Regions from separate parts of the Mus musculus genome. Here regions 2, 3, 4, 5, 6 and 7 are each linked to region 1. A link is a contact called in public HiCAR-type, HiChIP or PLAC-seq and promoter capture Hi-C data. All regions are on one chromosome and are shown on one strand. Each heading gives the region's core, a stretch centred on a gene start, on an enhancer-like site or on the middle of the called end of the contact. The rest is flanking DNA. Distances are from core to core; before and after follow the strand shown.

What was found. Promoter capture Hi-C pulls out the DNA fragments that hold promoters and counts their contacts. HiCAR-type assays count read pairs that join an accessible place to other places. HiChIP or PLAC-seq counts read pairs in DNA pulled down with a chosen protein or histone mark.
Region 2: an H3K4me3 HiChIP or PLAC-seq map of stem cell-derived neural progenitor cells shows a contact between it and region 1, with 10 times the contacts expected there. The contact joins the enhancer-like site here to the promoter of Hdac2 in region 1. A contact is called at or near these places in 4 of 39 promoter capture datasets (hippocampal neurons, liver, maxillary cranial neural crest and 1 more) and 4 of 115 datasets of contacts at active chromatin or transcription factors (astrocytes, embryonic forebrain, large pre-B cells and 1 more).
Region 3: a contact with region 1 is called in a promoter capture Hi-C map of cranial neural crest. The contact joins the promoter of Frk here to the promoter of Hdac2 in region 1. A contact is called at or near these places in 9 of 39 promoter capture datasets (the 3T3-L1 cell line, 3T3-L1-derived adipocytes, the C10 cell line and 5 more).
Region 4: a HiCAR-type map of astrocytes shows a contact between it and region 1, with 8 times the contacts expected there. The contact joins the promoter of Fyn here to the promoter of Hdac2 in region 1. A contact is called at or near these places in 5 of 39 promoter capture datasets (hippocampal neurons, liver, pre-B cells and 1 more), 1 of 115 datasets of contacts at active chromatin or transcription factors (astrocytes) and 1 of 9 other capture datasets (liver).
Region 5: a contact with region 1 is called in a promoter capture Hi-C map of liver, with 11 times the contacts expected there. The contact joins the promoter of Ccn6 here to the promoter of Hdac2 in region 1. A contact is called at or near these places in 8 of 39 promoter capture datasets (the C10 cell line, cranial neural crest, frontonasal cranial neural crest and 4 more), 1 of 484 Hi-C or Micro-C datasets (pre-B cells) and 4 of 115 datasets of contacts at active chromatin or transcription factors (embryonic forebrain, embryonic midbrain, kidney and 1 more).
Region 6: a HiCAR-type map of astrocytes shows a contact between it and region 1, with 14 times the contacts expected there. The contact joins the promoter of Fam229b here to the promoter of Hdac2 in region 1. A contact is called at or near these places in 16 of 39 promoter capture datasets (the C10 cell line, the HPC-7 cell line, HPC-7-derived erythroid cells and 11 more), 10 of 115 datasets of contacts at active chromatin or transcription factors (astrocytes, craniofacial prominence, differentiating embryonic stem cells and 7 more) and 2 of 9 other capture datasets (liver and pancreatic islet).
Region 7: an H3K27ac HiChIP or PLAC-seq map of epiblast stem cells shows a contact between it and region 1, with 16 times the contacts expected there. The contact joins the enhancer-like site here to the promoter of Hdac2 in region 1. A contact is called at or near these places in 5 of 39 promoter capture datasets (cranial neural crest, frontonasal cranial neural crest, maxillary cranial neural crest and 2 more) and 4 of 115 datasets of contacts at active chromatin or transcription factors (embryonic forebrain, embryonic stem cells, epiblast stem cells and 1 more).

The regions. Positions count from the first base shown.
Region 1 is chr10:36,972,579-36,976,712 of GRCm38.p6, reverse strand. Hdac2 (histone deacetylase 2) reads right to left here and starts at 2,169. Exons shown (of 14, transcript NM_008229.2): 1 at 1,910-2,169. The coding sequence starts at 1,961.
Region 2 is chr10:39,500,175-39,504,308 of GRCm38.p6, reverse strand. All of the region lies in intron 3 of Fyn (Fyn proto-oncogene), which reads right to left. Among named protein-coding and RNA genes, the nearest start is that of Gm40627, 88 kb to the left of the region's middle. Within about 2 kb of position 1,763, at least 48 of the 459 cell types and tissues checked have an H3K27ac peak or open chromatin away from gene starts, as enhancers often do. A contact at or near this core is called in astrocytes, embryonic forebrain and stem cell-derived neural progenitor cells, where this site is marked.
Region 3 is chr10:34,481,173-34,485,306 of GRCm38.p6, reverse strand. Frk (fyn-related kinase) reads right to left here and starts at 1,907. Exons shown (of 9, transcript NM_010237.3): 1 at 1,719-1,907; 2 at 938-1,562. The coding sequence starts at 1,302.
Region 4 is chr10:39,367,363-39,371,496 of GRCm38.p6, reverse strand. Fyn (Fyn proto-oncogene) reads right to left here and starts at 1,698. Exons shown (of 14, transcript NM_001122893.1): 1 at 1,307-1,698. It overlaps Gm31616 (predicted gene, 31616), which reads left to right and starts at 1,885. Exons shown (of 2, transcript NR_168583.1): 1 at 1,885-2,002; 2 at 2,892-3,781.
Region 5 is chr10:39,161,808-39,165,941 of GRCm38.p6, reverse strand. It overlaps Ccn6 (cellular communication network factor 6), which reads left to right and starts at 2,148. Exons shown (of 5, transcript NM_001127376.1): 1 at 2,148-2,349. The coding sequence starts at 2,302.
Region 6 is chr10:39,132,027-39,136,160 of GRCm38.p6, reverse strand. It overlaps Fam229b (family with sequence similarity 229, member B), which reads left to right and starts at 2,255. Exons shown (of 5, transcript NM_183254.2): 1 at 2,255-2,338; 2 at 3,783-3,914. It overlaps Tube1 (tubulin, epsilon 1), which reads right to left and starts at 2,138. Exons shown (of 12, transcript NM_028006.2): 1 at 2,054-2,138; 2 at 1,882-1,955; 3 at 1,121-1,173. The coding sequence starts at 2,078.
Region 7 is chr10:39,104,798-39,108,931 of GRCm38.p6, reverse strand. It overlaps Lama4 (laminin, alpha 4), which reads right to left. Exons shown (of 38, transcript NM_010681.4): 36 at 3,702-3,795; 37 at 2,851-2,970. Among named protein-coding and RNA genes, the nearest start is that of Fam229b, 27 kb to the left of the region's middle. Within about 2 kb of position 1,896, at least 12 of the 459 cell types and tissues checked have an H3K27ac peak or open chromatin away from gene starts, as enhancers often do. A contact at or near this core is called in epiblast stem cells and stem cell-derived epiblast-like cells, where this site is marked.

The sequences.
Region 1 (4,134 bases), core at 920-3,419:
GTACATTCTAAAAACAAGTCAAGTAAGAACCACAGATAGATAACTCAGCAGATTTCCACCATCAATTATACAGTTGGTCACTCACAACTAGGTAAAGCAGCTGCATGGGCATAAGTCGAAAATCACATGACTGAAAAATGCCTCCCTCCACACCTTATCTCCATGACCAATGTCTATCCCACTCCTCAGCAAAGGCTCATCCCTACGCATGAAGCCAGGAAGGAGCTGTTCAAGACAGAGAGTCCTCTCTGGTTCTCCATCAGGCCTGGTGAAAGTTAATGGGACTTAGAGTTCATCACTGATGACAGAAGCTGACAGCTGAAGAGACTGAGCTGTTCCCCAACAGCTCAACCTTTCCCCTGACTCTAACAAGAGCAGGACTTTACTTTAGAAAGGCTGTAATTTCCAATGGATCAGAGAATGCAGGTCAGGGCTTTGCTATGACCCCAACGTCATAATGTAACTCATGTTTAAACCGACATGCTCTCCCATCTCTGCTCTCCATGATGGTGTAACTTCAAATAAACATGCAATACAGTTTGAGTCCTCTCAAACTTCCAATTAAGCCAGGCCATGGTGGCACATATCTTTAATCCCAGGATCTGGGAGGCAGAGGCAGGTGGATCTCTATGAGTTAGAGCCTCATTTACACAGTGAGTTTCAGGACAGCCAGGTCAACTTAGAGCCTGTCTCAAAAAACAAAACAGCCTTTTCCATTTTGGCCTAGCTTTCTGTAAGGTTTTTGGTTTTCCAGCCAATGACAGGTGGCTATTTTATTTAAAGCTTGTATTAAAAGATTCTGTCAAACCAAGAAAATGCACGACTATTTTAACAAGTTTAAGTGTTTCATTCAGCCTAGTTCTCTAATCTACCTCTCCAAACACTGTGACTTCAATACAACTACAGAAAACGCTCCCAATTTCATATTGCTTTGTGGAGATCAAGCGTTCAATCAATGAGCTTCGAAAGTTCTGTCAAATTTCCTTATTACTTCTCTCAATGGTTTATCTATTGATGTCTTGGGTGAAATCTGTATAGGCAGGGCACCATTCCATTTGGTGTAACTGAACCCAGAGACTATTACTACTTATACTCCAAATTAGAAAATCCTTACAGTCACCTTGTACCGTTCACTGCATTGTGAATATTTAGTCCACTTCTCAAAGTTTCCTGCAGCAAGGTCTTCACCACAGTAGAAGAGTTCCTAAGCAAGATGCCGGTGTTCTTTCCTAACCCCCCAGAGCAGGGTATTATAGCAGATCGAACAAAGAGCAACAAAGAAGGGGGAGGTAATAACCTCCCATAGAGACATGCCAGGACCCATCAAACAAGAACAACTGCACGCTTCCTCTCTCCTACCACTTCCCAACGACCTACCTACTTCCAACTCAAAACCCCTTAATTGTCACCGAGGAAGTGCAGCCCTTCCATTTGAACCCTGAGAAAGTGGAGCTCGAAGAACGCGAACAAAGGCGAGGGATGTAGTCCACGCAAAACACCAGCGAGACAGCGCCGCTCTGCGAACTTGGCCACCGGCCAGCAGTAACTCCTCCGCAGCCCCACCCGGGTGCCGGGGTCCCGGGTGAGGCTGGAAGCGCAGCGCGGACAGATCGGGGGCGAGAAGGGGGGACCGGGAGAGCGGGGGAGGGGACAGGGACGTGGGGCGGAGCTCCAGGACGCCAGCTTTGTGCAGTCAGGCCCAGGGTGCCAACTGGGGTTCCTCGGGAGACCGGTCAGAGGCAGTGCACCCTAAACCTGCGTGTGCCCGAGAGGACCCGAGAGGAGCGAAGGCGGGCGTCCCCGAGACGCCACCGCTGGGTAGGCCGTGTTGGTGTCCCCGCGGGCTGCCACCCCCGACACCCCGCCGCGCCCTCCCCGCATCCCGGCTGCAGGCTCCTCGGCCACTCACCATCATAGTAGTAGCACACTTTCTTCTTGCCGCCTCCTTGACTGTACGCCATGGGCTCAGGCCGCCGCCTCCCGGCTGCGGCTCCTCCTCCGGCTGCTCCCGCCCGCCGCGGCCCGGCGGCCAGACAAGAGGGCTGACGGGGACGGCCGGTGCTGCAGCCCTCGGAGCAAGGGCAGCCCGGAGCGGGACGGCGGCGGGTGCCGGGAGGGCCGTAGGGCACAGAGCGGGATAGGCAGCGGCGCCGACGCGCGACACTCGGCAGGGGTAGGCCTCCGGGCGGCGGGGCTGCGAGGCGGGAGCGACCACTGCGGCTGCGCGGAGGGGGGCACCACAACTACGGTCGGGAGGGAGCGACCGGGACGGAGTGGACGCCACCGGCCAGGGCGACAGTAGTGTTTCTACGGGTAGTCACACACAGTCCGGAGGTGCGCACAAGCGGACTTTAGCCCCTTGCTCAGAGACCCGGACGCGCAGCAGTGAGGTTCACCCCTCGGTCTTACGCGCACTGGTTGCGCCTGGGCCGAGCCTGCGCACTCCGCGCCTGCTCAAACGAATCCCGGGCAGTCTAGACCCCTCCTCCAGGGCTCATGCCGCTCCCCTCCCCCACCGCCGCGACGCTCCGGCCCGAGCCCGCCACGTGCCGCGGGGACCCCGAGGGGCCTCGGCTTGAGAGCTCCCTAGGGCTGCCTCCCCCCACACACACACCCGCTACCTGGTGGTCCGATATTCCCACGTGTTTCAATTCTCTTGTTCTCCCTCATTGGCTCCTGATAACTACTCTTGAGTTACAGAGAGGTTAATGGCAGACTCCTTGTATCTCCTGGGTTTAATAAGCATTTCCAGGACTCGGTATAAGCACTGTTCCCAGCATCCATACCTGCTCGTAATAAACACCATTTAAAGCTGTCAAAAGTGCTGGGATGTACGTGCCATGTCCATCTCCTTATAGGTGTGGGCAAAAGAAGGAGTATAGTGCTCTCAATTGCTAAATAATAGTCATCTGAGGACCGAAGGGGTGTCGAACTTTTCAAGACTCCACGTGCTTTGTCTACTTTATCAGACTGGATGTGCTTCTAGCCAGACAATTCAAAAGAATTGGTTTAAATATTGGAGTCCCTGTGTTTAATAGCCTGGCGTTTATTGTGCACCTGTCTAAACCAACCTGCTTAAAGGATGCATAAAGGATGGAAGCTGACTGTCTAATGAAATACTCACACACCTGAACTGTTATTATTTAAAATTCCAGCTACATGCACACACTACTTCCTCCCTTAAGAGGAGGTGTTGAAGTAAGAACCATACTGAGTCACTAACAAAAATCATTATTTTTCTACTTTCGGATCCCCAGGACTCTTAATACATAAAGCACCAATCTTCCAGGCTTAACCCCAAGAGACTTAGAATTACTCCAAGGTACCCCTCACCACAACCACTTCTCTCCCAAGCCTACAGTTTTAACAAGACCCTGGGAGATTAACGTGGTTGGGTCAGGGACCACAGTGGAGAGAGCTAGCTTTGATGTTAATGTTGATTACAGAGTATTGTTTGCTTCATTTTCTCTATCAGTTCCCAAGTCAACCATGCAAGGTTTTGAAAACAGAATGAGATGCTTAAGCAAACACTATTGTTCTTCCCCAGACCAAACACGGGGGAAGTAGGAAATAAGACTTGATTTTTTTCAGGGAGACTTCTAGCCTCTGTTCCCCCACCACACCTGTTTTTTTGCGCTTTTTAATACATTTAGCTCAACATTTAACATGTTATCATTGCCCATAATTCCTCAGCTTGTCTCCGTTGGACACAGTTTCACAAGAGGACAAGCCGACTTTACCCTAAACATAATTATTTCTCTAGTGTCTGTGGCTTTCAGCAAGCCATTTGAATTTTTTTAAAGTGGTCTTCACCCCTAAAATGAGAGACTTTCTTATGTGACTATTGAAACCCTCTTAAGATAATCCACATGGGGAGCTAGAGAAAATACCCAAAGAACTAAAGGGGTCTGCAACCCTATAGGTGAAACAACAATATGAACTAACCAGTACCCCCGGAGCTCGTGTCTCTAGCTGCATATGTAGCAGAAGATGGCCTAGTTGGCCATCATTGGGAAGAGAGACCCCTTGGTCTTGCAAATTTTATATGCCTCAGTACAGGGGAATGCCAGGGCCAAGAAGTGGGAGTGGGTGGGTAGGGGACTGGGGGGGAGAGGGTATGGGGGACTTTTGGGA
Region 2 (4,134 bases), core at 514-3,013, 2.5 Mb before region 1:
AGAGGGTCCCTTGAAATGAGTTTGCTCCTACAGTACTGTGGGGACTTCTGGTAAACCAAACTGGTAATGTCAACAAGGGGCCTAAGACAGGCTTGCCTTTGGGCCTGTGAGTATGTGCTAAGTGAGGTTTTATAAAATGCTGTTCATCACTTTGGAAATTAGAAAACATGCAAGTGTTTAATGAGAGGTGGTGAATTTATAAGGTATGTCTACGACAGAATGGTAAGCAGAGGAGAAAACAGACACGGTGAGTACTCTGAAGCAGTGCGCTGTGTCAAGGCAGCACTGGGCCATTCCAGCTACAAAATGGATGCCTGCGATGCGCTTTAGGGGGACAGGCTGAATCACCGCAGGCGCGTGACAGAGACTGCACTGTGAGAATGCACCATGTTGATGAGTTCAAGTTCCCTTGTTTCAGTTCTCAACTGAATTTGTATGTAAGTTGAAACAATCACATAGTAATAAAGCATAAAACTGGAGATGGGAGGGGAGCACATTAAGAGGCAACTTCTGGAAGGCACAATAGCTAACCAGTCAAGAGCAGTGAGCGTGCTTTCTACTCCTTGCTGGGTGCTGAGGGGTTGTGCAGCAAGCAGGCAGTGAGAACACACAGAGAGAGCTGCAGAAACCTTACTGTGGCAAGGGAAGCAGAGGCACTGATGTCAAACCTGAGGACGCAATGGGTGATCACGCCAGACCTGGGCATGAAAAGGTCAGCTTAGGAACTTTGGGAAGGTCATGAAACACCTGACCCTCCGGAAGGGAGAGGCTAATTACCATTTCTCAGACCACATGGCAGGATCGGACCTGCCGGTGGGGACACATTCCACAGTACTGACTGTTGCCACCTTCAGACAAGGAAAGTCTTTGTCACCTCATTCCCTAAAGACCAATCAGTTTAAAGGGTGCACTATTCCACCAATCTTATTGTGCCTAGTTGCTGATGCTCTATTCTGCCCCTGGAAACCATATAAGAACTCGCTGGGATATTGGGAGTAGCCACCACTCCTTCGGGTCTGGGATGGCCCCAGTGCACTGGAGCAATAAATTCCTCTTGCTTTTTGCATCGATCCCGGCTTCACGTGGTTCACTCAGGGGGTCCCAGGTAAGCTAAGGCTCCCCAGAGTCTTACAGGCAGACAAGGTGGGGGCAATGAATATGCTTCAGTTCTAAGTCCTATATGCTTGGAGACCCTAACCATGTAGGAATGACAATCCTTAATTAAGCAGGCTCTTCCTGGAACTGAGGGCTTGGACTGGGCTGAGCTGTGTACTGGCCAGCCCTAGGGAAGGGAGGTCTAACCAGCACTCACTCTCTGGATGCTGCTGGTTGTAGAGGCAGGGGGATTTGTCCTTATGCTTGTTGTTTTCACCCTTTCCAGCTGACACAGCTTTGACTTTTCTTTTTTCTTTTTCTTTTTTTTTTTTTTTTTTTTTTTGAGACAGGGTTTCTCTGTGTAGCCCTGGAACTCACTCTGTACACCAGGCTGGCTTCGAACTCAGAAATCCACCTACCTCTGCCTCCCAAGTGTTGGGATTAAAGGCTTGCACCACCACTGCCCAGCTAGCTTTGACTTTTGAGCTAGTTTTCCTGAATCCCGGTGGAGCACAGGAGGGAGCAGCCCCACTTTATACAACTTAGCACTCTTCTGAAACACTAAGGTCTGCTGGATACATCACTTCTCACTGCCCATATCCAGTCAGGCTTGTTTCCCCCACTCTGCACATGCTCTGTAGAACCACGGGCTTCTAGTCGCAAACTAGCACAAGCAGGAAAGCCAGTGTCACATCTGCGGCTCAGTCGCAAAGCCTGGCTCTCTGGCCTCCTCTGTTTTAGTAACAGTTGTAGCGGGACTGGCGGTGGGCCAGGAGTCACAGTGTCACCTGGCATAGGCACAAGCAAACACACTAGAACAAAGCGGCTGCCTGAACAGGCATCGCCAATGTCCTTTCTATAGGTAGGAGGAGGATGAGAGCCCAGGAGGTTCCTTCTCAGGCAGGACAAAACCTCACTCCGCAGATCCCCCCAGTCAGCATGGGGGTTCCTGGACAGATGATTCTGCATGAGCCCCAGCCTTTCAGAAAACAGGGGGTTCTTTCTCTTCCTTTAATTCAGTAGCACTAGTCACGAAGATCCAGCTCTCACAGAAGCAGATGGCCGGAGGGTGGGATGGCTCAGTGAGTAAGGATGCCTACTGCAAAGCCCACAGGTCTGAGTTTGATTCCTGCTAGAGGGGAGAACTGATGGCTCCCAAGTTGTCTGACCTCCACTCTTCCATGCCACGCCTTGCATGGAAGCTTTGCCCGGGCACACACACAGATTAAGTAAAAGTGTAATAAAAAAAAAAAAAAACAAAACAAAACATGAAAAGCGCATCGAAAGGAGCAAGCTTGGGACAGTGGGCGTGGCATCCCCATCGCTTGCCCCTTTGCTCGGAAGCACGGTTGTGGAAACAGCCACAGCAGAATCTGCCAGCCGCCATCTGCATTGCAAGTCTGAAGTGAGGCAGGCGTCTCCTCTGAAGAATGACAGGGAGCCCTGTGTCTCCCAACCACTGGGACTGCGTGTTGGCACTTCCTCCAAGCTACAAGGAACGCAGGAGCACAGCAGCAGCCTCTGCATCCAGCAGTGATTTAGGATTTCAAAGCTGCAGCAGCAGATTGGTGTGAATGTTGATAAACCAGGCAGTTGGGAAACACACTCAGCTTGAATTCCTGGGCTTCTAAGAGCAAAGAGCAGTGACAAAGGAGGCAGAGAGGCAACGCCAGCCAGCCTCCTCCCTCCTCTTCATGGTACAGAGTCTGAGAGGGAGGAAGGGGGTGGGGGTCTCTGCCTTCCTTGAGTTTCCTTCCTGCTGAGGAGCCTGGCTATGCAATCCTTTGGTCTTTCATAAGAGGTCAGCATTTAGGATTGCCCAGTGCCCAAGACCCAGGGGAAATGAAAGGAGGGAGAGAAGAACATGGAGCCACCTGCAGGCAGCCAGCACTGGTTCCCAGCAGCCCTTGGAGAAGAGCATCTGAGGTGACAAACTGGCTACTCTGAGGAAGGAGCTGCTACCGCCTCTGCTAACGCACTGAAGGCATGACTGAAGCCTGACCTTGTCAGTTAAAAAAACCTAAGTCAATCAAAAAAGGCGGCACACGTGTTTTATGAGCCACCATACATTTATATACACTATTAACTGAAAATAAATGCATGCTAAGGTAACCTAACAGTGACATTTACTCATGTATATTACTATTATTAATATTTTTATTATTACTATCATCAGTGTTGTATCAGAGAATTAGGAGCTTGGAGAATTCTGCTCGCAGTAGGCCTGAAAGAATTCAGTTTTGGGATGAGCACGGTGGTGCACGTCTGATCCCAGCACTCTAGAGGCCAAGGCAGCTGAACCTCCGTGAATCCTGCGGCCAGTTTAGTCTACATTGCAAGTTTCAAGACAATCAGGGCTACATAATAGAGAAAGCCTGTCTTAAAAAAACAAAAACAAAACTTTAAAAAAATCTCCCCCAAAATAGTTTTGACAATCCTAAGGCCCAAATTCATCTCTGATAATAATTGGAGTCACAGAAGAGGCCAGGAGAAGGGGTGTGGCACACTGCCCCTCATCCCACTAGACAGCCACAGTGGCGGTTTCCAGTGGGCCTATGACCGTACAGCTGAAGACCACACCTTGAGATTTTCTTCTATCCAGCTGTTTCCATGTCATTTCACCTGTGGGCTGACAGCAAATGGCTGTGAAAACCCGAGGGTCTTTATCTTTTAGATGACGTCTCCCTTCTTGCATCCTGTGGCATAGAAGGAGCATGCAGTGTGGTGGAAACCAGCTTCAACAGAGAGATAACTGGCTAAGGAATGGTGTGGCATCATGACAACAAGAACCTTGGAAGGCATCATTCACCCTAACTCATCAGCTTTAACCTTCAGGCAAGAGAAGCATGGACATCTGTCACGTGTGAGCCCTTACATGGAAGAGGGAAAGGTGTAAGGGGCATGGTCATTCTGTTATGACAACCTGGACTTAAAGGAATAGGAGGAAGTGATTATAACACAGAAATGAAGCCTGGATCCCTGGGGCACATGTCCATGTCCCTTTACCACTGGCCACAAGCTCCTCTGAGCAAGAAAACA
Region 3 (4,134 bases), core at 658-3,157, 2.5 Mb after region 1:
GCTAGCTACACTCTGCAGAGGCCTGCCCACCACCCAGGCACAATTTCTTAAAGCTTCCACAGACTTCAAACGCAGCGCCACCAGCTGGAGAAAAAGTTTCAGAACCTGAGCTTGCAGGGACATTTCCGTCTGTAAGATGTATTAAACAACCTTTTGTAGTCCATTTCTTACAAGGTTAGATCATTGTTTAACCTCCACGATCAGAGACAGATAACTAGAACTGAGGCAAAAAGCAATAATTAGATGTGTTCATCATCGGCCCCCCTTCTAAAATCACTTTTTCAGGATGAAATCTTAGTCTAGTATTGAAAGAAATATCTCCGTGATTTTTCTTCTTAAAATTTGCTGTCTATACCTGGCCACTTTTTAATCCTAAAAACCAAAAGCTATTTTCGTAATTTGAATATACCTCAGGATCTAGGAACACCAAGAAAGTTTTCTCTGTTATGATTTCACCAGGAAAAAAAAAAAAAAAAAAAAAACTACTACTGTGTAGTTGTTTTGTTGTCTTTGTAAATTAGCCCACTTGTGAGCCTACCATAATGGAAATGGTTGTGGTCAACTGCAGGATTTGTAGCATTAGTTTGGAATGCTTGGAAAGTTTACACTAACTAAACAAATAGCCTCCGATTTTAGATTTGAAAGTAGGTTTAGGAGAGACTATAGCTGCCCGTAAATGAAAATGTAGTTCTATTGAAAGTGAGGCAGAGGGAGAGTATTAGATGGACCATAGGTGTGCCCACTATAATCAAAGTCATTTTAGCAGTTCTCTCTCACTTTGCGAGAAAGACATGCTTCAATTAACAGCTTCTAGAATGCCTTTCCATACACTGGACCGATCTGTGAATGAGAGTCCGTGGATAGGAAGGAAGGAGAGTCAGAGTTCAGTATCCAACCCCGAAAGAATCAAGAAAAAAGTATGGCCGGTGCTACTCACGGCTCTGCCTGGAGACTCCGGTCCTCCGCCACGTAATTGGAAGGAATGTAGCCCTGTAGCTGCTGACCTAAGCCGGTTCCCTTCTTCTCCAAATGTCTGGCCAACCACCAGCCCTCATGCGAAGTGTCCAAGACTTGGAGTTTGTCGCCGGCACGGAAGCTCAGGTCCTCTGCAGTACGTGCTTGGTAATCAAACAGAGCCACAAAATACTGGCCATGGCTTCTCTCGGGCTCTTGTGACCTGGGAGCCTCTGGGGGACAGAAGGCCCCTGGATTCTCAATTACTACTGACTTGTCTGCCTCTTGAGACCAGCACGGGAGAAAAGGCTGCAGGTATGCCCAGAGTCTCACACAGACGCTGCCCATGGTGTTGTTCTAGCTTAGTAGTTGTAGGAGAGGATAGTCCTCTCCCCACAAGCTGTACAGAGCCACGGTCCTCCACCAGGCAGCTTCCAAATCAGCTGCAACTCACCATACCTCCCGCTTCGGATCTCTCCTCTCTCCGGCAGATCTGGGCTTGGCCAAGACACTCACAGCTGGCTTTCTGTTTGTAGCTGCTGCCCTGAGGCAAAACCAAGAGAGGACTGAGCTGGAGGTCCAGTGGGAAGGTGCTTCTTCCTGACTGCCTGGGCACCGAACAATAAGTAAAATAAAAAGGGTTTTATTTAGAGGGACATTTGAGAACAAAGAACAGCCACCTCTCCCTCTGTCCCCGGAAAAAGTTAGAGAGAGACTAACTCCAGGAACAAGCTCCCAGCCCGGCCTGCTCCAGCTGCTCTCACCCTGCTTCAAGCCTGCAGCTGAGAGAGTTCTGCTCTCTCCGGAGCTTTCCTTCTTGCTAATGAATAACCAGGCCGTGGAGGTTATCGCCTTTAACATCCTGAGCTGTACAGACTGTAATAATTCCTCCTAACTTCCTGGTTTCTTTTTGTCTGATCTAAAAGGAACTCCCAGGTCAGCTTTCCCGCTCCCTCCTCCCACACCCAGGATAGACCAGCCCCCTTACCAAGAAGCCAGATTCTTAAAGCAGCCAAAACCCAGAGAAACAGGCTAGCCCAGATGGCTATCTGTCTTGCTATATTCCCTACACAGAATGCAAGGCAGAGATTTATTTCCTCACAAATATGAGTAGGATTGTTTTGATACTGGTAGAGAAAATTTTAAAAGGAGAAAACTGGGTGTTTAGGTAGGATCTGCCAGACATGTGGCAATTGAAAAAGAGCCTTTGAGTCCCTACCATTTTTTTTTTTAATCACTAGGAATAGATTTTAATAGCCTCAGAAGTTTCTGGTGAAAAAAAAAAGAGTAGCAAAGCAGCTGGGCAAAATGCTGAGAACCCGAAAGGCTGCTTTTTCCCACAGAGACATCTCATTCCTGACCCCTTACATCGCTATTTCTGTAGCACGTGTACCCAAGCACACACAGGAGAAACAGGTGGCAGGCTGATAAGAGCATTTGTAGAGATGCTGTCTCTTCAAGTTGGACTTCAGGTCCATAGTCATGCTGACTCCGTGGGGTTGTGGTGAGACCTCAGAACAACTCAGGCTCAGGTTAAGATAGACATTCTGGGACTGCAGCACTGAGGGCCAGCAGAAAAAAATGGAAACAGGCAACCTCGGGAGGGGACCATTTCTTAAGGGAAATAAGGTTGCAAATGACAAAGCAGGCCGCAATGTTCTTTGTCTTCCACATATATGTACACCCATACATAGACACATATCCATCACACATGGCTCACACACACACACACACACACACACACACACACATAAAGCCAAATTCTGAGACATATTTTGTTTTATTTTAATACCATGAGACCTAAAACAGACTGCACGTGTAATTCCTTATTTTACACAGAAATGAAAATAGTGATCATGATACCAATGAATCATAACAAATATTCTGTACCAAACACCATGAACTGTGAAAGTGTGGTATCTTCTTGATTTCTTTAAACATGGCTTACAGATGCTGTGGTCTTTCCTGGGACATCTACATGATGTAGAAACAGAAAGAATGAGAAGGTCTACTAAGCACAGGTGGACCCAAACTCAACTTTAAGTGGATTTAAGACTCCAAACCCTTTGCTATTCTAAATTTTTGTTTGTTTGTTTGTTTTTGGTTTTGGTTTTTGGTTTTTTCGAGACAGGGTTTTTCTGTATAGCCCTGGCTGTCCTGGAACTCACTTTGTAGACCAGCCTGGCCTCGAACTCAAAATCTGCCTGCCTCCTGCCTCCCGAATGCTGGGATTAAAGGTGTGCCCCACCACACCCAGCCTTGCTACCCTAAATTTAAATATACCTTCACTGTGACTAGGTCAAAACATTGTGGGAAATGACAGTGACAAACAGCCCATCCCATCCCCTGAGGAGGTGAAGAGACTTAAATAGCACCAACAACCCAAGGATGTCAGGAAAGCAGTGGCCTGGGAACCTGACCCAGTGTGAGAAGATTTTTTCACGTCGGTGACAGTGGAACTCTCCTGGGCACCCAAGCTTGATGCCTGACAGGTGTCTTTGACACCTTCTCTGGCTGCTTTCAGCAAGTCAGTCACCTATGTCTGCTCAGCCTTCTTTTCATTTATTCCACACAAAAAAACAAAACAAAGAAACAAACACACAAACTCCATCTGAATGACAACTGGTCACTGAACAGGAAATAGAAAATTCCACAGTCTTCAATGGCCTCTCTTACTCCCGGTCATTCATCTCCGGCTTGCCTGAATCCTGAGGTGAATGGCCAGGGACTGGCAAGAGCACAGCAGCCATATGTATCGGCATTCAAGGGTTTTCTGTGTTCCCAGAACCACACTAGGAATGTTGTAAATGATTCAGTATTTAAAGAACAAGGTCTATGAAGGAGCTATGTAATTCTGTTTTGTTTTGAGAAAAAAACTGAGGCTGAGACAGGTTAGGTGACTTGCCCAAGCGGCCAGAGCCACCAGTCAGTTGAACCATGAGTAGTGAATACCCTGCAGACCCGGAAAATATAAATCCTTGGTTTTGTCAACTCAATAAACAAATAGGTAGAGAGAGAGAGAGAGAGAGAGAGAGAGAGAGAGAGAGAGGTAGATAGATAGACCTAATGCATCGTGAAGGCTAAACTCTCCAGCAGCCTTCAGCGTATTTGGAATGAAAACTAAACTCAAAACAAACAAAGCCCCATAACTCCCCCAATGTCATGGTCTTTCACTCCTGT
Region 4 (4,134 bases), core at 449-2,948, 2.4 Mb before region 1:
AGCAAAGAGGCCTTGGACTTTAGGGAATCCAGTCAGGCTGCCTCACTCGTGTTAAACAGTTTGATTCTGACTCAGACACAAAATTCTTCTGATCCCTCATCAATTTATCCTGTCTCAGGTATCAGTAACTATCCCCCAAGAAGAAAAGGGGGGAAATGAGGGATAGGGGAAGGTTCCTTGAAAGTATAGCAACTCCTAAAACAGCTGAAATAATCCCCCCCACCACCACCTTAAATAGAGAAAACTGCAGTTGCCACTCAATGCTACCAGTCTGTAAACACAGCTAAATGCCTGCACCTGCCACCCGGGATCCGGGAGCCTTCATTTTTTGGTAAGTGTGGCAGAAAAGACTAAGAGATCAACTGCTTCACCAGAAAGAAAGGGACGCCCCAGGGATGAGACACAAGAAGCATGGTGCCCTGGGTACTTTATGTGTCTCTCCTCTATGAACTGAAAGGGCTCTTTGTGTCACACACACACTCACACACACACACACACAGAATGAGTCTGATTTATTAGAGGAAGGAGGGGCAAAACGGGTGATTTTATTATCCCTCCTCCCAGTGAGTCCCAGCAAACGCCTCCTGGGCCCAAGCTTGGTGGCCTCTTTCTAGCTCAGTCAGTCCCTGTGGCCTCAAAGATAAGAGAGCCTAGAGGAGACCAAACAAAACCGTCTACCGACCTAGGGAAGTAGGGAGGAAATCCAGCGTGTCGAGAAGGGAGGAGAAATAAGCTTGAGAGAGCAAAAGGGGTGGGGGGACAGAGGAAGAGGAGGCAAGGCCAGACACAGGGGAAAGGGGAAGGGTGGGTGGGTGGTAGCACAGGAAGGGTGAAGGGGAGGGTGGGGGAAGTGCAAGGGAGGTTCCAGAAATAGGCAGGAGGATGCGCTGGGGAACGGCAAGGGCCACCGAGGGAGGAAGCCGAGAGGTGGAGGAGTGGGGCAGGGGTTGGGTGGGGAGGAAAGCAGCACGGGGCATCAATTATTAAGTGATTACATCATCCCTGACATTAAAACAACACACACAGCCCTGGTCCCCGCGGGGGGCCGCGAAAGGAGGGCGGGGGCGGAGCTGGGCCAACCTCACCCCCAAGCCAATTCCTATTTTCCACCCGGCACCCGCCGGCGGCCGAGGAAAGACACCCCGGTGCCTGCGCAGCCTCGGGGCGGCACCCCGCATCAGTGTCCTGCGTCGCGGGGCGCCCTGGAGGCTGCGCGGCGGGACCGCAGCGGGAGCAGCCCGTGCGGGGGCGCTGGGCCGGGCGTCTCCGCAGCATCCCGAGGCTCCGCGCATCCCCTGTCGCTTACCTGCTTGGCTTGGCGCTCAGCTCCGGAGCACATTCACATGGTCCTCTCCCCGCCCTCCTCCGGCGCGGCCCAGGCGGCTCCCGCGGCTCCGCGGCGGGGCCCAGGAGCTCGTGGGCCTCGCGAAGCGCCGAGGGGGCGGCGCCGGTGTCCCCGGCCCGGCAGCCCGGTCCCTCCCTGGCGCGGGTGGCGGCTTTGTGTGTGCCCGGGGAGTCCTCGAAACGCTCCGGCTAGAGGCGGCCTCGCTGAGCTCTTGACCAGCGGGCGGGTCTCGGAGGCCCGGCGCACGGCGACCCCTCCTCCTCTCTGCGGAGCCCCCTCCCCGCCGGCTGCGCTCCTGACAGATGGCGCAACTGCACCGACGCGCCGCCGCCACCGCCGCGGCTTCTCGCAGCTACTCTCGCTGATGCTCGGGCTGCTCCGGATCCCGAGGGGTTCGAGAGGGGGCGGGACACGCCCTGAGACTGTCAGGTCTTTCTGCCCTATCAAAGGGCCCGCTGAGGGCTGAGCGCCGGCAGCCATTGGTGAATGCGTCGGAGGCGGGACGGCCATGGGTGGGGCCGCCGAGTGGGTTGAGCTTTACAGTGGTGGCGGGCAGCCTGCGGTGCGCACGGCCACAGGGTGTGTGAGAGGATGCGAGGTTGGCGGAGAAGGAAGAGTTGTGTGTCTGAGGATCGTGTGGAGTTGCGAGTTGGTGAGGTGGGCAGGAGAGTGCGCAGGGAATGAGCTGCTTTCCACTTTGCCAGTGGAGACTGGCACCTGCCACTCCAGCCTCACAGCCATGGGAACCTATTTCTCCAAAGAGATAGCCTCGCCTTTGAGAGTGGGAGGATAAAATGGAAAGGTGTTAAGAATGGCGATGGCAAATTAGGGAAGTGAGGAGCAAAGTAGAGAAGTACCATTGCAGAAACTGGGAAAGCTAGGACCAGCAAACGCACAACAAATAGTAAGAAATTAATGACTTGTTAGTCTCATTTTCTTGGGTACCCAAATATGCTCCCCGCCCCCCCCCCCACACCTACCCCAGGAAAAGTGAAAGAGAAGTATGACTGAAATTCAAGGGGCCTGCAACAAAGAGTCCCAAAACCACCCAGTAGAGATTGCTTGTGCTTTTCCCTAGCTGTTTACCAGTGGCCATTGCTCGTCTGGCTCCTTGGGGCATTCAAACTTCTCTTGGTTTTCTTGTTTTCGCTGGTGGCTGAGCTGAGCTTTTTGCTCAGATTTTCCTTGACGAAATAATAGCCGGGTTGGTCTGCAGTCTTTATTTCCGATTCAGCTTTTCTATGGCAGGATGTAACTTCATAAAAAGAAACATTTTGCCTTCCTGATTTTCTTTATAGGCAATTCCTGTTTACTGAGAACTCTGTTTTAAGACATGTTCAGAATCATTTTCTTTAATGATTTTGGTAAGAAACTCATCCCTCCCCCTCAGCAAATCTAATCTTCTAAGAAGTAAGTTTAAGCGAAGCAGCCTTGGCTTCCTTAGGCGCTCAAGGTCTGTGTTATCTTTCCTGCTCAGTACATTTCCCCTGTAGTTTAAAAATACCAGTCTCTTTTGCTGACTTTTTTTTCTTTGTCTTTTCCGCAGTGCTCTTTTGAGAAATTTGCTGCTATTCAGTAAATGATCCTCATGTGATGGACGAGGAAACTGAGGACAAGAGAAGGTGACACTGAGGAATTCCATGTCCGATCTCTTCCTGAAACCTGGAGCAGATGGTACTAAGTCACTCCATTGTTAATAATTTCTTTGAGAGGAGTCTCATTTTTGGCATCTGCAGCATAATAGCTTCTTCACGTAATTAGTGGACCAATAAGAGGCAAAATGATTAAATGACAAATTAACCAACTCCCAGCAAGACTCTGTTCTGTTTTTTTCTCTTTACTTACTTTTGAAAAAAATAAATAAAAACAAAAAAACAGGAAAACCCCACAACTCTTCCTCCGGATAGCTTTAAAGGGATTCTGTCTCCACAAGAAGATTTGCTGATGTTGTGAACAAGTGAGAAAGCCCTGGAAAGATGTTAGCATTATTTCCCATTTTGATCTGCTCCCAAAGGTCATCAAAGTAGATTTGACTTAAACAGTGTCCTCAGCCTACCCAAGGCAAGCCATGCTTTGTTCTAAACCTGAAATTTTATTTTCTTACAGGCAGTATCTATTACCCAACAAATGGAGAGACATTGTTCTAGAATTTCTCTTAGATTTGGTTGTTATTTGCTTGGGTTTTTGTTTGTTCTGTTTCTCTCACCTTTAAGTCCCCTGTTTCTAGTCTAGTGTTCTTTTTTGGTTTGTCTAATCTGTGTTTCCTGTTTTGCTTTCAATGTATATTTAGTGTTATTAGCTAAGCTGTTTCCCATTTTGAGATTTTTGTTTTCTTACCAATCAAACAAGAAAATAAAAATGGTTACTGAAACTGGAAAAAAAAACTAATGTGCAAGGAAGGGAGATGGATCAGTGAATAAATGGCTTGCTGCTGTACACATGAGACTGAGTCTGAGTCCCCAAAACACACATTAACAAAGCCCCAAAACACACATTATCAAAACCGTTACAGCCGGGCGGTAGTGGCTCACTCCTTTAATCCCAGCACTTGGGAGGCAGAAGCAGGTGGATTTCTGAGTTTGAGGTCTACAGCCTGGTCTACAAAGTGAGTTCCAAGACAGCCAGGGCTATACAGAGAAACTCTGTCTCAGAAAAAAAAAAAAAAAGAAAGAAAGAAAAAAGAAAAGAAAAGAAAAAGAAAGAAAAGAAAAGAAAAGAAAAGAGAAAAATACAAAACAAAACAAAAATGAAAGCCGTTACAGTGGCAAGTGTCTGGACCTCCAGAAACA
Region 5 (4,134 bases), core at 899-3,398, 2.2 Mb before region 1:
CTGGCAGCGAGTAGCCCAGAGCCTCTCAACCGCAGGAGGTTTTGCTAATTAGTTCTCCATTTCCTACTGAGAGGCAAGGACAGACAGACAGCAGTGACATCCTCCCTGTTCCACAGTGGAGTTCAGAGTAAAGGAAGACATTTCCAGAAAAATGGCCGCTGCTGCCAGTTTTCCACAGAGTGAATGGGAGGAGCATGAATCTCTGCAAGACCAATCGCTGCCAACGAAAGCAGCTTTATGTCTGAAACAGGGAGTTAGCGCCAGAGAGATGTCGTTGACTAGCCAGGGATGAAGAAGTTATCAAGTCTGGTGGCCAGGAATCACTGAGCCTGGGGGTTCAAAGGCCAGATGATCACTAAACCAGGACAATCAAAAGAGAAAGATCAGGCTGGATCAAAAGCAAGCACAGTCTCTTCTGCTGAGCCACTCTGGGGTTTTGTCTTAATTCTCAAGGAGCAGGATACCCCGGGGATGGTTAGTTTTGATTATCAACTTGGCAAGCTCTGGAACCAATTATGAAATATGTCCTTCCTTGGATCTGTAGGGGTGTTTTTAGAAAGGATTAAGGGAGATGGGAAGACCTACCCTGGATTTGGGCGGCACTGTCCTGCGGGACAGGGTCCCAGCCTAGATAAGGATAAAGCAAACTGAGCTCTGACTTTCATCTCTGCTTCCCGACTGTGAATGCATTGTGAACAGTGGCCTTATGTTCTTGCCATGACTTCCCTGCCATGATTGACTGTGCCTTCCAAGTGTGAGCCAACATAAGCCCTTCTTCAAGATCCATTTGCCAGACATTTAACTGATCCAAGACCTTAGGGTGGCAAATGAAAAGGGTACTGTGAGGTTTGTATAAGCTTGGCCCAGAGAGTGGCATTATTTGGAGGTGTGGCCTTTTTGGAATAGGTGGGTCACTGTGGGCATGGGCTTTAAGACCCTTGTCCTAGCTGTGTGGAAGTCAGTCTTCTCCTGTTTGCCTTGAGATGCCTGCACCATGCCTGTTTGGATACTGCTATGCTCCCACCTTGATGATAATGGACTGATCCTCTGAACTGTAAGCCAACCCCAATTAAATGTTGTCCTTATAAGAGTTGCCTTGGTTATGGTGTCTGTCCACAGCAGTAAACCCCTAACTAAGAAGGGTACCATCTGGGTGGCCCAGTGCACATATAGCTGCAGGCTACTGTGATGTGTGCATGCTCATGTGCTATTGGCTCTGTGGGAGCACAGCCTCCCAGAGGTCACCGCTGTGGGAGGCCTTACTTATGTGCTAAATTCATGCTCATAAGGGTGGGAAGAAAGAGGCCCGGACACTGTAGATCACGTGACAGGCCAAAGGGAGAAGAGCTGTGGGAAGGTAGGTTTCGCCTGCTGGATCTTCAGGAAGACAAGACTTGGACAGAGAAAGAACAAAGGTTAAAATGGATACTCTTAACTCTTGTCCTGGTGACAACACAGGAGGGGACAGGCTGGTGGCCACATGTGTGTGCACACATGGTGTGTTTCTGGAGAAATGGTTCAAATTCAGAGTAACTTACTTTTTAGAGTTTTAAAGATTGTTTTAACTGATACACAAAAACAAAATTATATGTATTAATGGGCATCTTGTAGTGTTTCGTATGTTAAAAAAAATTCTCACTCCAATTTTCTAATTGGGAAAATCTAATTGGGAAAACCTAATTGGGGAAACCTAGGGTTAATTTTCTGTTGTCTCCCACAAAACTACAACTGCAGATAGGAGCCTAGTTTAAGCAAATGTGCTGTGGGGAGTCTACTTACACCCACTAGGTTAACCCCTTACCATTGCCCCAGGGGTGAGATGTGTCGGAGTATAGGACGACATGGGGTGGGGGCTGCTCACCAGCTCAGGAAAGGCCTCTAGAATCTGCTGTTGGTAGGACATGAAACTCAAGTGACATGAAATGGGGAGAGACTGGACCAACACCCGGCAGAGAAATCAGAGAGACCAAGGGCAAGGTGGGAAAGATGTCCAATGCCACCCAACTCCTGGAAGACGGGCTTGGATCTCAAGAACAGGATGTCCGTCCTCCCTCAGAGAACAACCTCCACTTGCTCTCGCAGAGTCCCTGTAGGAAGGTGTTGGCCCCTCCTGACGCACACCGTGCAGACCCAAGGAGCTTCTAGAAGTCCAGTGAAATCCGCAGGGCACTGGGACAGATCCTCAGACGGAAAGTGCAACCCGGGAGTCTGAAGCCCAGGAGGTGGAGACGTGGTTCCTTGTGCAGGAGACAGGGGAGCTTTGTGCCTGGCGCTTCTCCATCTCTCCATCCTCCCGGCATCATGCGTAGGCTCCTCTTTTGCACTCTGCTCATGACTGGGCTGACACAGGTAAGTCCTTGTTTCACATTCAGACTCCAGCTGTACATCTCCAGGCCCAAAGTACAGCTGCAAGGTAGAAATGGGGGAAATATACGGGTAATTATTTAATGAGAAATGGGGAGCCATTTTCCTTTCCAGAACGTTCAGTTTTAGCTTGGGAGTTTCGTCTCGATGCTGGACACTTCCCCCTTTGAGGTGTACACACTGAAGCCTTCTTGCAATGTGTGAACAGTCCACTAGTGTTCCCTTATGTCTATTTACACAGTCCACCCCAGCTCTCGGATGGGTAGCACTGACGGCCACAGCTGTAAACATGATCCCTTCATGAGAGGTTGCAGGCGCGGGCGGGCGAACACAAGGGCAGGCGGGCTCGCCTTTTCACAGCTTGTAGCATGCAAAGAGCTCCTGGCAAAAAAACGGGTTTGGCAATGATTTTTTTTTTTTCCCCCAGCTAAGCCTGTCCTTGTTTGAAAGGAACGCTTAGGAAGGAACATTTAGTGTTAAACTTTTACTTTATCTTTTCTCAAGCCTTGGGTCTTTCACTTTTTGTGAGTGAATCTGTCCGTGGAAGCTCTAAATAATTCGGAGGGCAGAGCATATGAAGTTTAATTTAAAATGAGCAATTCATTGCCTTAGTGTTTTTGATTGAGAAGATTAAAGCAGACAGAGTTACTTGCTGATTTATTTACATGAAGGTCACTGCTGGCTCTGACCTCTTCCGGTGACATAGAAAACATGGAAGGGTAAGGAGTTGGAGCTGAACATGGCTGGGGCAGCAGAGGTATTCTATACAGTAAGGGGAGTTGTTATACCGTCTAGAGGTGTGAGGTTTCAGAAGGCTCCTAAGAAGGATCTCAGCGATGGGTTCTTCCTGCTGGCACAGCTGGAGGACATTTCTTCAATAGCTCTGTGCCCAGCTCTCTCCTGTTCTACACTCTCAGGAGAGGCAGGTGGTTACTGTCAACTGAGGACTAGGGCATGTTCTTTTTTTTTTTTTAGTTTTTTTTAGAGCATGTTCTTAAACAGCAAATATTCTAGCACACAGAGAAATGTACAGAATAGAAAACAAGTGCAAATACAAAGAGATATTGTACTTAGACCACAAATTATCATTCGTGATTAATTTTGCCTTAATTATGTGTGGGTTTTTTGTTTGTTTGTTTGTTTGTTGTTTTGCTTTGTTTTGGTCATGGTGATAAAATACCTGAAAAATAATTAAAGGAAGGTTTATCTTGGCTCTCGGTTTAAGTTCATGGTTCTTGGCTGGACATTTCAGCCTCTGATGAGACACAGCATGGCAGCAGAAGTGTGTGATAGAGGAGGCAACTCATCTCACAGAGAGAAAAAACAGAGAAAGAGGATGTTATGAAATATAAAGAGGCAAGGTGTGCCCCTGAGAAATTACGCCATGCAACAGATCTGGTATAAGCGAGTTTATTGGGGGAAGGGAGAAGAGTGGGGGCCTGGGGAAGGAGTAGAGGCATCAAGTGATCCATGATGGGGGGCAGCAGAGAGGGGAGAAAGGGGCTCCAAGGATAAAGAGGGGGGAGAGAGAGAGAGAGAGAGAAAGAGAGAGAGAGAGAGAGAGAGAGAGAGAGAGAGAGAGAGAGAGAGAGAGAGAGAGAGAGAGAGAGAGAGAGAGAATGTGGAGAACAGAGAGAGCTGGGTGTCAGGCAGTCCTTTTATACACAGCCTGCATCTGCTGCACCTGGTGGCAGGGGCAGGTGATGGTGGCAGGTGATGATGTAAGCAGATGTTAGGTCCCTGAGAGCAGCCTAGTGGAATCACCTGTGA
Region 6 (4,134 bases), core at 1,006-3,505, 2.2 Mb before region 1:
CCCCAGGGCTTCCTGTTGTCATGTCACAGGTGACCTTTGCCCCTCCCTCAGACTGTCTCTTAGCCCCCATCATGGTCTCCTATTCACTCAACCCTGTAATAATCAAAGAGGTGGCTATCAAGAAAGGGAGGCTGGGGTGGAGCCAGGCAGGGAAGCATGTGTGAAGGGATATTGCAAAGGCAGGTCTGAGTGCATGCACGTAAGGGAGACCATGTTCCAGGTCTCAAGTAAGTAAAGCGATCTAAAGGACAGCACCCTCCCCACGAGAACAACTGCGCCCGCCGCTGTGGAAATTCACTTTAATCAATCTCACACCACCATGTCTCTACCCACCTTCTGAATAGCATGTAGCTTTGGCAGAGTTGATCCAAACAATAAAAAAGTATGCTTATGACTCAAAAGGCCTGAGTTTATACTGTCCATCCCCAACAATGACGCTCCAGGTTTTAACCTCCCAGTTCTTTGAATTTGACTAATCTGACTGTACTGGAGGCTCTGGGATTCATCAACAAGACCAAAGTCAGGTTTCCCGAGAAGATAATGGCTCCAACATCTAGTGAACAAATTCAAACTAAATTTCTACAAAGTTGGAAAGGCCTGATATTTAATTGTAATTGTCAGGATAAGTCCACTACAGCTGGTTTATAGAGAACTTTGAAAACGGATAAACTTAATGATTTAACATTAAAAGACCCAGGCATATCTCAAATGTCAAAAGGATTCTAACATCTGTATCTTACACTAAACGAAAAGTAACACACATTGTGAGCAGTTTCCACCTCTTTCATTTCTGCATACTCTGAGGGCAAGTAATATGCAAAATAATCTTTCAAAACCTGGCCCCCGCTAGACTCATACCATAGTGGGCAGGCACCCTCAGTGAAAACGTCAGGTTTTCAAAGTTACTGGGAGTCCCTTTAAAGGTTCTTTTTGGCTTCTTACGGAAGTCTATCAAGGAAGCGCGCTGTTCTGCAGAATGGTATGAAAATGGGCTATGAGAATACGCTTTGATCAGAACAGCAGACACCGTCCTAGCTGGCAACTGTTTCCTTATCCTCTAAGATTCTGCTGACAGGGAAAGGAGGCGTCCTACCAAGCGGAGACAGACTCACCCACTTACCTGGTATCCACATTCCTGAAGAAGCTGCTTATAGCGTCGTCATAAATTCCTTTCTAGAAACAAAACAAACTATAGCATTTACGTTTATTTTCTCTAAAACCCTTTTAGCTGTAGCAACTCTACAACGCTGAAGGGGCTCTAAGAAAAAGAAACCTAGGTCGACTCTTCCAATTACATCTAAAGGTAAAATGCCAAGAGAACCCCTGACTAAGTTTAACAGTGATGAAAAAAGCACACCCTGTAGGATTATACAGCTGGTACTCCAAGTGGGAATTTCTTGGGATTCTTGGTCGTTTGATGTATTTACCTACTTTATAGTGCTTTCATCTATAGCATCTACTGTCTTTCAAAACAACAACAACAACAACAACAACAGGAGGAGGAGGAGGAGGAGGAGGAGGAGGAGGAGGAGGAGGAGGAGGAGGAGGAGACTGCTAAAGATCAGGGAAACTTAAGACCAAACTCCTGACAAGTGCCTTCTGCCTGTGACTTACAGCAACACGTTTAAAAAGAAACTAGCCACGACCGGTATGAGAAGATCCTATGCAATTTATGGTACTGATTAAAAAGCCCAAGTAATCTGGGCATGATAGTGGTAGTCCTGGGGATGCAGAGACAGATGGATCGCTGCAAATTCCAGAACATGATCTACACAGCAAGTCCCAGGTCAGCCAGGGCCCCGTAGCAGGATCCAAAGCACCCCTCCCCAAACCTCATGTGAACTCTGGCAGGCCCGGGTGACAGGCAGGAGGGGCGGGTACCTGGTTGACCGCTGCGTGCTCCCTCAGCGCCAGGTCCCAGAAGCAGCAGCCGATCTGGTTCCCGCACTGTCCGACTGCAGCCAGTAGCGAGGAAGAGAGAGAGGTGCATTAGGAAGGCAACCAGGTGACTGGCTCCGCAGCGACCCGGTCCCCGCGGACGGGGGTAGCTCACCCTGTACGACCACCGACTGGGTCATTCCGCCGGGAGGACCAGCAGGAGCACTCCCGCCCAAACTCCCGCCTTAGCTTTCGAGCTCAACGACGCCCTACGAGGGGCGGCCTTAAGTCACGTCGCTGCCGCAAGTAGCCAATGTCGTAATGCCCTTGTTTCTTTACGGCCAGGACTTCTGCGCAAGCACATTTGCGGCTAGCCGTTACCATAGCGACTGGGCCTCCGGCAGGTAAATCCTAGCTGCCCTGTCAACATCCTTGAGCATCTGCAGCTCCGGAGGCCCTGGTAACTGACGGGTAACTAGGTTTCAGAGAGGCATTTAAGATAAGGGACTTTAACTTTGATCACGGGCTTTGAGAGGCTCACAGCCTAAACAGCCAGGACAGTGGGTCCGATTTCTCAGGATGATGCCCGCTAGTGTCGTTATCTAACAGAAAACGAATGTGGAGGAACACAGAGACACCCCAGACAAATAGGCTTATCTGGGAACAAGGGAAGCTAGGTACACTCCGACCAAATACCACAGCTAAGTTCAGAGGCCAAAGCGATGCACTCTTCAAACTTAAGATTTCTGGATAATTCAAAACATCTACACAAATCCAACTTCCAACAGCCGGCAATGCCATTGAAGATACACTCGATGCACTCAAAAGATATGACCTAAAATATTACATGGCGCTGACAAGGAGAGCCATAATATTCAATGAACAAGGGTCTAGGAAAAGAAAAGATGGGTTAAAAGTTAAGGCGTTTGATTTGATGTATGAACAATGTAGACGAGATTTTTTAAAGGCAGGGGTGGGGCACGAAGTTCGAAAGGGGAAAAAAAGGTTATTTTTCAGAAATTGAATTTTTACTGGGCAAATTAAATGAGGCTTTAATTAAGAACTAAATTAAGAATTTAGGCTGGAGAGATGGCCCAGTCAGTAAAATGCTTGTCTCTGAAGCACGGGGACATAAATGCAGACCCCAGCACTTAACAAAAATCTGGGAGCCTGTAACTCTAGGCTTGGAAGGCTGGAGAAGGGAGATCCACAGAGTCTAGCTGAAACTGTGAGTGTCAGATTCAGGGCTCAATAGGAGACAATGTCTTACAAAGTAAGATGAAGGATAACTAAGGAAAACACTTCATGTTTCACATCTTGTTTCCATAAGTGTGCACACACACAAATCCCCTCACTAACTTTAATGCTTTAATGAAGTTAATATTTTCCACAGAAATTCTGAGAAACTACAAAACCTTTAATCTTCATTTAGCAAAAGTTAAATTATACTTGCTATTAATTTGTCATGATATGTAATATGATATATAACATGATAAGAGCCACAATAATTGATTGATTGGTTAGAATACCTTATTCAGCCGCCAGGATACAGCTTAGTTTGTTATTACACAGTTTTGAAAGATGTGAATTTTGACGTTGTAGTGGGGTGTATGTATTGCAGAGGCCTTTCCATGTTTCTCTTTGGGTGTCTTACATCTCTTGTAACTAAGGGGGCAGATTTTAGCCAGGAAAAATTAGAAATTGCTGGATTTACTCTTACCCGCTTCTTGGTAAGCATGCAATCTGTGATAAAGGTAGTCAGACACTTTGGGTCTTAATATTGAAGTCCCCAAATCTGGGGTTTCCAAAGTTTGCCAAACATGGACAAATATGTGGGCTGTGATGTTATTAGGTCGAATCTATAGATTCTGGTGCTAACGCCCGTGGTGTTCTGGCCTTTGCAGAGCTCTGCCCATGCTGTAGTTCCTGTCATTCTCCAGAAGCCACGCAACAGCAAGGAGTTGTAAGAAAGTCCTTATGAGTTTCACCGATAACTTCAGTCTGCAGTGAATCAGATGTGTCTGCTTCACAGCCAGGTAAGGTGCCATCTTCTATACCAGTCACACCAAGACCTCAGTGTAGGCACATTTAGGTTGGCCAAGATGGCAGAAACAGCTTATTAGCAGCTTGTCTACCATCTTACAAGCAAGCTTCTTTTGTTGTTGTTGTTAAAAAATTATTAAGATTTTATGGTGCAATTGTATTAATTGATAACAGGTTAACACATGAAATAAGCTCAACAAGATATTGATTGCT
Region 7 (4,134 bases), core at 647-3,146, 2.1 Mb before region 1:
AACGGTAAGCATGATGCTCTAGCTTGAGCCTGGTGACGACAGTGCACAGCTTTAATCCTAGCACTCGGGAGGCAGAGGCAGGTGGATCTGTGAGTTCGAGACCAGGCTGATGTACAGAGTGAGTTCCAGAACAGCCAAGGCTACACAGAAGAACCCCGTCTCCAAAAAGTTTTAGGTTTAAAAGGGACCCCAGAGATCAGCTCCTTGTATTTGTATCTAATTCACAATGGCTTCACGTTTGTACAGCAGGCTCAGTGTCCTTCATCCTTAGAATAAAAATTGAGCTAAAGCAGGAGAAGAGGGGTCTTCTAAACCCTCTGCCATCCTGTGCACAGTGGGACATGGCGTCCATGCTGCCTGAGCTGTCCGCCCTTGGTTCATGCGGAAAAATCATCAGGAGACAATAATTAATGTAGTAATTATGATCTGCATGATATACCATGAAATTAATTATATGCAGTGTTAGAAAAGGGCCCTAGGGTTCTGAGTAGTTGGTTAACAAAATGAACACATTTGCTTTTGTGTTTATGTGTGTGTGATAGTGTGTGGTGTATGTGCATATATGTATGTAGTGCATGTACCTATGTGTGAAGTAAGATTCATGTGTTAAGAGTCCTTCATTATCTCTCTCTGCCTTATGTTTTGGATGCAGGCTCTCTCCTCAAACCCCAAGCACACTATTTTGTTTGCAGCCACAATATTGACCTATTGATGCCCAGGGATCCTCCTGTCTCTGCTGCCCTCAGTGTCAGAGCTACATGCACGCTGTGGGTAGTACTAAGCTTTTATGTGGGTACTGGGATCTGAACTCCAGGCCTCCCTCTAGCTTCAGCATCAAGCGCTTTAATGTTCAGCCATTTCCCCACCTTCTTAACATAGAATTTTAAGAGAGAATGTTTCCAAGATCAAATGAAGGCTTGACACAGTGGTATTGTGTGTATCCTAGGGAGAAAGGTTGGAAGAAAAGGGCAAGCCCAAAGGATCAATAAGAAACTAGGTTGGAGGAAAAGGAGAAGCTGTTCCATGGAACGGTACTTGCAGAAAAAGGAGGAGCAATATTTGCTAGACATAGAATCCCCAAGTCCTTGTGGGAAGGTCTGGAACTTCAGGCTCAGGTGCTACAGGGAGCCCAGAGGCAAGGGCAAAGAGGCAATGGGTGAGTGCTTTGTTTAATTTAACCCTGTGTGCCCTGGGAACCTGTGAAATAGCTGAAGCTGTACCATGATGTCTAGGAAGGAAGCAATGTGGAGAAATAGTACTGATATGCGACAGTTTTCACGGGAATAACATGAGGTGCAATGGTGGCCTTTACTAGAGTCCCTTTCCGAATCAAAGCCAGAACAGAGGCAGAGGACCGGGGGGATACTGGCGTGAGTGCCTGTGTGAAACACAAGAGGGGCTTTGCTTCTTGAGGGTCTTAACTATGCCTTTGGCTCTCAAGTTACCAGTGCTGGTAATGCTGGTTTCTAACTGTTCCATTGCTCTGAAGAGACACCACAACCAAAGCGACTCTTGTAAAAGAAAGCATTTAATTGAGGCCTGTTTACAGTTTCAGAGGTTTAGTCCGGTATGATAATGGTGGGAAGAATGGTGGCATGCAGGCCGGCATGGTGCTGGAGAAGTAGCAGAGAGCTTTATATCCTGATCCTTATGCCGCAGGAAGAAAGACAGACTGGGCCTGACACAGGCTTTAGAAAACTCAGAGACACCTGCCCCCAACACACACACACACACACACACACACACACACACACACACACACACACACAGTGGCTTACTTCCTCTAACAAGGCCACACCTCCTAATCCTTTGCAAATAATGCCTGGTGACTAAGCTTTCAAATATTTGAGCCTACGGAGGCCATTCTCATTCAAACCAGCACAGCTGGCGTCTGAAAACATCAGCATAGAAAGAAGAGGCACACTTGGTTACTACAGCTTTGAGAGCACACAGGGTAAGATGCTTGACTTTATATGTAGATTTTTCTCTTTTTAAATTATTGACTACCTTTATATGATAGTGTAAAAAAAAAAATCTAGTTAGGAGATTACTTTCTCACACAATTCCAGATGAGAAGCTTAAATATCTCCATCTTATAACCCCCTCTCTAGCTTTCACTTTCAACTTTCCAAACTAGAGAAATACATAAAAACAGTATTCAGCATTAAGGCAATGGTTGCTATTCTAGGGGTATAAAGTAATTGCAGGCGGCCCACAGGTGCCTTCTCACTCTCCTGAATGAGATGACATTTTGGCAGCTGTTTACAGAACTGTAGCTGGAAACCTCTCTTAGGGAATGCTATTCTATGAGAGCAACATAACCTATGGTCTGCAGCTGTTTTCACCATTCAGACTAAGTCAGGGCAGGGGAAACACACACTCTTTCCTATTGTGTAAGGGGAGATATTGTCAGTGAACTTTCAATACTCAACGTTCTCGGGTCCTATGGCACTACCATTCATAAGTGAATTTTCTCTGTAGTGTTTGTGTGTGTGTGTGTAGAGGATATTTAAAGGGGAAGGATGAGAAGTGGGGAGAGAGAGAGAAGGAGAGAGAGAAAGCACAGCACTATGGAACCGCACATCTGTTGAGCATACTTTTATGTATTATTGATCTTGAATGAAGAGTTAAAGTTTTGGTACATTATTTTTGTTTTTTTTTTTTTTTAGTGTTGGGATCAAGTTTACTTCTTTGCTGCTCTTTCCTATTAAGGACAATGGCATATAAAACCCTTTGAGTTATTAGGTGAGTTACGAAAATACAAGGCTCACTTCTTAATATAACAACAGTGATAAGGGCTTACTGGGTTTTTCTGGATTCAGAAGTGTGTACATTCTCAGAAGCGCTTACCTGGAACACCTCCAACAAACACAGGCTCCCTGTGATCAACTGGCTTTGGATTCAACGGCCCAACTACATGGTTCACTTCTGAGTCTACATCCAACTGAACCACGTTTGAATCTCTAATAACTGAAAAGCATGACAAAGACTGGTTATATGTGATACCAGGGTAATTTTTACATGAAATAAGTTATCACAACACCAACACATTCCAGAATAAAAATCCCCATACTCTTCTATCATTGAATACAGCAATAATGTCGAAGCATAATTACTGAGTAATTATAGCGACATTTTCCTTAGACAAGGGGACAATCAGATTCCATGCTACTTGTTTGTTGTTGTTGTTTTGTTTGTTTTTGCTCCAAAAGTTTTATGACATATTTTGGCATTATTTTGGTAGTATTCATATTCATGCTTTTATTATCTATATTCATTGTTTATTAAGAATAGCTGAGGGTGGAAGTGGTAGTGGTGGAGAGATGGCTCAGAGGTTGGGAGCACTGGTTGCTCTTTCAGAGAACCTGGGTTCAATTCCCAGCATGCACAGAGCAGCTCACAACCATCTCCTTCTAAGGATCCATCATCCTCTTCTGGATTCTGCTGACACCAGGCGTGCCTGTACTGCACAGACACACATGCAGGCATACACATAAAATAAATTAAAAAAAAGAATAAAGAAAAAGAATGGCTGTGGGGCTAGAGAGATGGTTCAACAGCTAAGAGCATGTACAGATTTTAGTCATCCATCAGTATCATATAAAAATCTAAGTTCTTCCAGGACGCCACCCTCCATGCCTCCCTGTGCTGTGCGGGCTCAGGCTTGTATGTGATACCCGGGGACATCCCAAGTTTTTCACCTGTAATTCTGTGCCATCTGCCATCACAGAGATTCTGCTTGGGAGTTACTGAGGTAGAAAAGTCTCTGACACCGTTGTTGACCTTCACTATGACCTGCCGAGATGAAGCATGTTACATAGTTAGTTTAATTTCTCACCATCGGGGTGAGTTTTATAACTAACTCACCACAGATAAGAAATACCCTGAATAAATACTCATATATGAGTACAGCTGTGATGTGAACACAAGAGGTCACTCTTTGATTGGTGATAGAGACAGTTAACATTAAAATAGTTTAATGTACATCTTTAGAGAGAGAACAAAATCATCCTACAGAACAGAAATAGAGAGATGGTAAGAACTGTAACACAATGAATTTGCTTAGTTTACAGACTGTGTTCTGTTTATACAACGCAGGTTGAGACACTGAAGACACTCCGGGGCAGGCCCTGT